2 separate regions of the Rattus norvegicus genome follow, and region 2 is linked to region 1. The links are chromatin contacts, called in public Hi-C maps. All regions are on one chromosome and are shown on one strand. The core of a region is the stretch at or near the end of the contact, and the rest is flanking DNA. Distances in the headings are between cores, read along the strand shown.

Region 1 (3,263 bases), core at 518-3,017:
TAAAGGACCAAAGGAGAATGTCCTTCTTTGATTCTGTGACCTTCAGGCCTCTGCAAGCCCCAAAGTCCAAAGGAACTCTGGACTTATGTACAAGTCCTGGAAAGCAAGCAGAGAAAGCGTCTCACAAAGGCGAAGGATCAAAATGGGAGACCCACTAAACACCACCTTCAGTGTTCTGGCCAGATTGGACTGCCAAAATGGTGCTCCCTGTGAATGTCCAAACCCCTTTCTCAGGTGGCTAGAGTGAGAGAGTGCTTGGTAGTGAAACTGGAAGTGGTGTCTTCCTCAAGTCCTTGAGTGACAGAGAAGACTACTTACCTGTCAGAGACTAACCGTGGCTGGTCACAAAGCAAACCCAGGGGAGATTTGACTTGGTGAACCATACTTACAAACAGAAGTCAGCTTGTCTACTGCAGTGTTTGGTCCAACCATGCTCAGGGCACCCTTGTTATTCTTGCCTCAGTCTACGGCAGCCCTATGGGATTGACTGCCTTTCCCTGAGCATCCCACAGAGGCTAATTTTGGGCTTGATGACCTCTGCCTCACTTCCTACTGCTATGCATTCAACTCCTCTGTGGCCATGAAATCTCAGCTTGGGTGCCCACACCTCTCTCATGCTGCTGCCTTCTTTCAGTTTTTCAGAGAGACTCATAACATCTCCAGATAGCCAGCCCCTTTGCGCCTGTGCTAACTCTCTTACATGGGAGTTGCTGCTCCATGGGTAGAGATCATTCCTTGTCAATATCAACACCAATGGCAAAAGCCATCCAGCACCTGTCCTTCCTGATTTACCTTCTTTGTTTAGGCCTTTTATAAACACACACACACAGACACACAGACACACAGACACACAGACACAGACACACACACACACACACACACACACACACACACACACGGTTTCTCTGTGTAGTCTTGGTTGCTCTGGAACTTGCTCTGTAGACCAGGCTGGCTTCTGACTCAGGGATCTGCCTGCTTCTGCCACCTGAGTGATGGTTTAAAAGGTGTGTGGCACCACAGCCTGGAATCACGAAAAGCTTCCTCTGTCACCCTAAAATGTCTGACTTGGGTCGCATATTATGTAGTCTCCTTACTGAGGGCCTTTATGTGAGTGTCTGGCTTGGAAAAGTGGTAGTTGCCTTGAGGGATGTCCTGGGGCTGGCCAACCTTACTGGTCTCACAAGTCTTCTGGGGGTGGGGGTGGGGCTTCCTTTATCCTCCTCTTCCTCCCTCCCTCGGGGCAGCCTGCAGGAAGAGCCTCAATCACTTTCCTTTTGGCAAGTTTTCCCAGGATTTCTTCACAGTCCAACTCCACAAAAGTAGTTCACCACAGCCCTTCTTACACTTCTCAGACCTACACAGGAAAACTGTCACTAGGTGTTAAAAAATATGTCTTAGACACCAGAGAAGAGCACCACCTGTTTAGGGACAAGTCCCCCCTTCCAACTTCAGCTGGACTTTGGCAAATATTGGCCTTGCCCAATATTTTTCAGAATTCTCATTACAGGATGCCCAAGAACCTCCCATTTTGGGGAGCTCAGAGCTCCTAGTAAAATATGTGAACATTTCAGGTTCTTTTCAGAATTTAGAAAAGACCACATCCCTTGCTGTTTGCATCACAATAAACAACTTAATCAGAATCGAACTGGTGCAAGAAGCACGAAGCTGCAGAAGATATTAAAAGGTTGGAAAGAACAGTAGGCCCGGCCTTGCTAATGCCAACCCCCGTCCGGTGTTAGGGTGCCTGGGCCATCTCAACTGACTCACTGCTTGCTGGAGATGAATCATACTCCCTTTCTGTGTGTAAGGTCTCACTTCCTTCACCCCCTCTCCAATAAAACGGGCATGTTTATTATTCCTACCACGCGGGAGGGATGGGGAGTTTTAAGAGTCCTTAATAATTACACAAAAATATTATTAAAGTAAAAATTAGCTGCAAATATGTTTTTTACTTTCTGGTGAGGCACAGAGATGGGGGAGGTGTGGGTGGTTCCCTTAGGATGTTTCCATGGCTTCTGGATGCCTGGTTCACTGACAACAGCACCCTAGGAACTGGAAATGGGTATGGGCGTCAGCCTTCTTGAAGTGTTGGGAGTGTATGTCTGCTTGAGTCAGGGCAAGGATCTGAGGAGATAAGAAGCCCGAATTCAAGAAGACAGTGGTCAGAGTGTAGAGGACTTCAGTGCTAGGTCGGGCCAGGAAGCTATTTCTGAGGGCTATGAGATGTCAACACTTGCATTGAACTGGGCTGTGGCAGTTCAGTGAGCTCTTGGCTGTTGGGTGGAGGGCAGCAATCGACTGCAGCAACTTTGATCCAACAGAGCTTCGCTTTCCCTCTCTTTGAATATGAGGGATAGTTCCCTGGCAGATCTACCATGCTATAATTATGCAGTGGAGACCAGAGGGAAACAACGTATGTGTGCACTCCCACATGCGCGCGCGTGTGTGTGTGTGTGTGTGTGTGTGTGTGTGTGGTGTTCATGAGTGTTTGGACAGAGAGGTGGGAAGGAGGTAACTGACTTGTTAGGCACAAAACCAACTCCAGAACCTTGTTCTCTGGGAAGGAAGCCTCACCCAGCTCAACATCTTAGCCAGGTCTAGTTGAAAAAACAGTCCCTGGGTATCTGGAGCACAAAGATCTTTATCTAATTCACAGAGTAGTACATCTGCACCCCAGGGCCGGGTCATTGACCTCTGTCTAGACTTGTCTGCCATCGACTTCCTACTCCATCTGAGACACTTGCATTTGACAAGACAGCCATGCCTCCTTTCTAACCAGTCCTTCCCTAGCTTCATATCCTGCATTGAAGTCCTAGGAAGCCTTAGAGTTGTGTGTGGCTTGGAACTTAGAACTGAGCCTTGGAAGTCCAGTTTGGTATACGTTAAGGTTTGCTGTCAAGTCCGATGTAGGAAGTTATTGTAATGGTGTTATCAAAGTTACCTAAGGACCTTTAGGTAAAGATTTGTGTCCTGGAAATGTTCTCTTTGCCCTTGGGTTTGAGGACGTATACGTGTATACCTGCTTGATAGTTGGCATCAAAACGCTCTCGCTTTCGATACTGTTGTTTCAAGAAGGCTTACATACACACAAGCAAATGAGTGAGTAGAGGTTAGCTGGTGCAACATCAATGAGGCAAGTGAAGAATTCTGTGAGTTTAAGGCTGTTGAACTGACGGAAACCACCCTAAGTCCTCAGTGGAAAGAGAAGACCCATCGATTCCTATTTCACAGCTCGATGGTGGATACCAACTTCCACTGAAATC
Region 2 (3,263 bases), core at 212-2,711, 160 kb before region 1:
AATCCGGCAGGTTACTCACTAAGCAATTCTGTGTATTGAATTCTTCGAGTGACATTGTAGAAATGGAGACAACATTAGTGGTGAGGTGTGGAGAGTTCTTTAGTTAGGAGTGGGGCAGTCTCAGGTTAGAGGTGAGAAATAAGGAACTAAGCTTTTGGGCCTAAACGCAAAAGGCAGCAAAGGGACCACTGAGGTGATGGAGCTGCTCTGTTCCCGGGCTCTGCCTGCAGGTTTATCAGGCTCTGTTGGTGATAAAGTTGCATACACATGCATGTGGAAACACACCTACACACCTAGGTAAGTGAACACAAGAAGAGCGGGTGATAGCTGGGGGAGACTGATGACTTGTCTCAAGATAATATCCTGGATACGACACTGGGCTAAAGTAAGTCTTTTCCCAGCAAGATGAAAGGCAGATGGCCTTCAACCTTCATGAGTCGATAGTTAGCAGACTAGCCAACTTTTGATTAATATAAAGGGTATTTGCATATTTAAAATAAAAATGCTTCCTTCGACTATAGAAATCAGTTAATAAAGTATAAATAAAAGTGAACTTAAGACACATTCCCTTTCTTCTTACCTCACACACCATAACATTTCCTGCCAATGTATTTGATACTAAATCCATTGACGCCTTTTTAATTTTTCTAAGAGTTTAATACATGCATACTGTTTTTACATTTCCATACCTTCTTCTCTCTTCTTCAATCCCCTATGCTCTCTTTCCATTCTCTCTCAAATTTGTTTTCTACTTGAATTATTACATATATATTCACACAAACACACAAGCTGCTGAGTCCATTTAGTGTTGTACACACACACACACACACACACACACACACACACACACCGATCTTTTGAAAAATGGACAATTCATCTCCCCTCTGTGGCTGATCAAATATTTTCACTTTTTAGAATATAGAACCTTTCCTATTGTATCCCCACCTCTAGCCAAGAAGTCCTGAAAAATAAAGACGACCCTGGGGAGACCTCCTATGTGATAGCCTCCTCTTTGCCCCATCAAAGTATCTAGAAGTCTCTATTTCAATTGCCTGCTTATTTTCCAAGTACTCAATTGGTATTGAACTCCCCCTGAGGCAGAAGGACTCAAATTTGTTTTGTATTCTTTGGGCAGTAGTTGGGATCACACCCAGGACTGTTTGTTCTGAGTGCTTCTTTACTAAGGCTCAAGAAGGGAGGAGTTCTGAATGAATATGAGGCCAAGACCTAGGACTCCTCTCCCTCTCCCTCTCCCTCTCCCTCTCCCTCTCCCTCTCCCTCTCCCTCTCCCTCTCCCTCTCCCTCTCCCTCTCCCTCTCCCTCTCCCTCTCCCTCTCTCTCTCCCTCCCCTCCCTCTTCCTCCTCCCTCTCTCAAGGATGAGAGGAAAGTTACTATGTGCCTGTTAAGTGTTTCCACAACCCTGCTACATAAAATTGCATTTCCGAGCCCCTTAGTCATTTCCTACGAATGTTGCCAAAATTATTTTCAGTTTGCTTTTACATTCTCTCCATCTCCCCCACATTGTGTAGACTAGAATAAAACAATGTCTAACTAGCACTGACTGGTTTGTGAGGGCTGGGGTTGATTGGGGTAGTAGGGAGAGAAGGGAAGTTAGGCTAAGAGTATTAGGAATACACACACACACACACACACACACACACACACACACACACACACACACATGAAATTCTTAAGGAAAAAATTTAATGTGTAAAGGACTTTTTAGACTCCCCTGCCTTTTCAGTGTGAGACTAGCTGCTCATAAAGAAAACAAAACTAAAGAAGTGAATCATGACAGGAGGAAAGTCCAGGGCCTGCAAGTGATGTGTGCCTCCAGTGCCTCTGCTGGGCACAGGTCCACATCACACAGCCCAGCTGTTGTGGCAGTTAGCATCCCTGAGCGGCCAGCTGACAGAGGTAGTAATTGATGTTGCTTTTGAGGGAACAGAACAGCAAGTGTAGAGGTGATCAGGCCTCCCTTTCTCCTACTGGGGAAATTGGAAGCGCTGATAGCCAGCAGTCTGTCCCTCTGAGGCCCACATTTTCATTTGTGGCATGCATGCTGCAGTAGCTAGGAGTAGGATATTCATGTTCAGGCTCTCTTGGAAGTTGTCCCCTTCCTTTAAGGAGGCAGCTTTTCTGCCTCTCTATCCAGTCATGGAGAGGACCTTTGTGAAGCCGCATCCTTGTGGACAGGACAATATGGCCGATACTGGCTCAGCTGAAATCTGCATGGAACTCCCATTCCTTTACCTGTCAGGGGCTTTAGTCCTGTCCTGTGGGATAAAGTTACGAAGAATATAATTCCCTTTGAAGGACAAGAGCCAGTTTCCTCTGTCCTTCCTTCCTCCCTTCCTTTTTATGGCTATATTTGATGCTTGTTTCTGTAGTTATTGTTTTGTTTGTTGTTTTGTTTTGTGAAACAGGGTCTCATTATGTAGCCCAGACTGATCCAGAACACTCAGTCCTCTTGTCTCAGCGTGACGGGCAGGAACATTACAGGTATGCACCACACCTAGCCAGGAGTCCTTTTCTTAGCTGACATCCAGGCAGACTTTCTCGGAGCTTTCTCATGAACCTTAGGCTGAGAATATATGAATAATGGTCAGAAATCACAACAAGACAGGATAGCTGCATTCAGGAAGTAATGAGCCTTGTAAGAAGGGTTTCCGGTGGTTCTTGGCAGCAGTGTTGCCTCTCATATCTACTGCATCACTTACACACGGAGACTATGTTAGTAGTCGACAGTTCTTTGAATGTCTTCAGTACTTCTGATCTCTAGCTGTATATTAGAATTAACATGGGAATTTTCATTTTTTTAAATTCTGGTATGTAGATCTGTATCCTTGACCAAATTGAACCAGACTGAAGCTGAGGCGTGATGTTGACAGCTTATCATTGTTTTGAATTACATAACAGTCAAATATCATATAAAAACCAGGGAGGGAGGATCAGATTGACTGAGAGTCTAGTTTAAAGTAAATGATCCAACCTTCTGGCACTTTCTCCAGCAGAGTTTGGGTACTCAGTTACTGCCTTCCACTACTGTCTTGCTCTCAATTTTTATTTTGCTGGACTCATGTCATAGGACTTGGAGGAACCAAATAAAAGAGAGCAACCTTTTCCGGATGCATTTTCATGTGCTAAAAAAGGAATTCTCAGAAAAAGCCACAGAAGAGATTTGGGGCACAAGAAGAAATGTGACAGCAATTAATCTATGCAGGGAAGGACTACTTCACAGGAAATTGTAGCCTGAGGCTGT

What was found. A called contact is a pair of places that touch in the nucleus more often than the background predicts.
Region 2: a Hi-C map of the A7r5 cell line shows a contact between it and region 1, with 7 times the contacts expected there. The contact joins two enhancer-like sites. A contact is called at or near these places in 3 of 12 Hi-C or Micro-C datasets (the A7r5 cell line, the Rat2 cell line and Schwann cells).

What each region holds. Positions count from the first base shown.
Region 1 is chr11:89,213,810-89,217,072 of GRCr8, reverse strand. All of the region lies in intron 1 of LOC102554451 (a long non-coding RNA gene), which reads left to right. Among named protein-coding and RNA genes, the nearest start is that of Tprg1, 260 kb to the right of the region's middle. Within about 2 kb of position 1,767, at least 6 of the 93 cell types and tissues checked have an H3K27ac peak or open chromatin away from gene starts, as enhancers often do. A contact at or near this core is called in the A7r5 cell line, where this site is marked.
Region 2 is chr11:89,375,034-89,378,296 of GRCr8, reverse strand. All of the region lies in intron 9 of Lpp (LIM domain containing preferred translocation partner in lipoma), which reads left to right. Among named protein-coding and RNA genes, the nearest start is that of Mir28, 100 kb to the left of the region's middle. Within about 2 kb of position 1,461, at least 11 of the 93 cell types and tissues checked have an H3K27ac peak or open chromatin away from gene starts, as enhancers often do. A contact at or near this core is called in the A7r5 cell line, where this site is marked.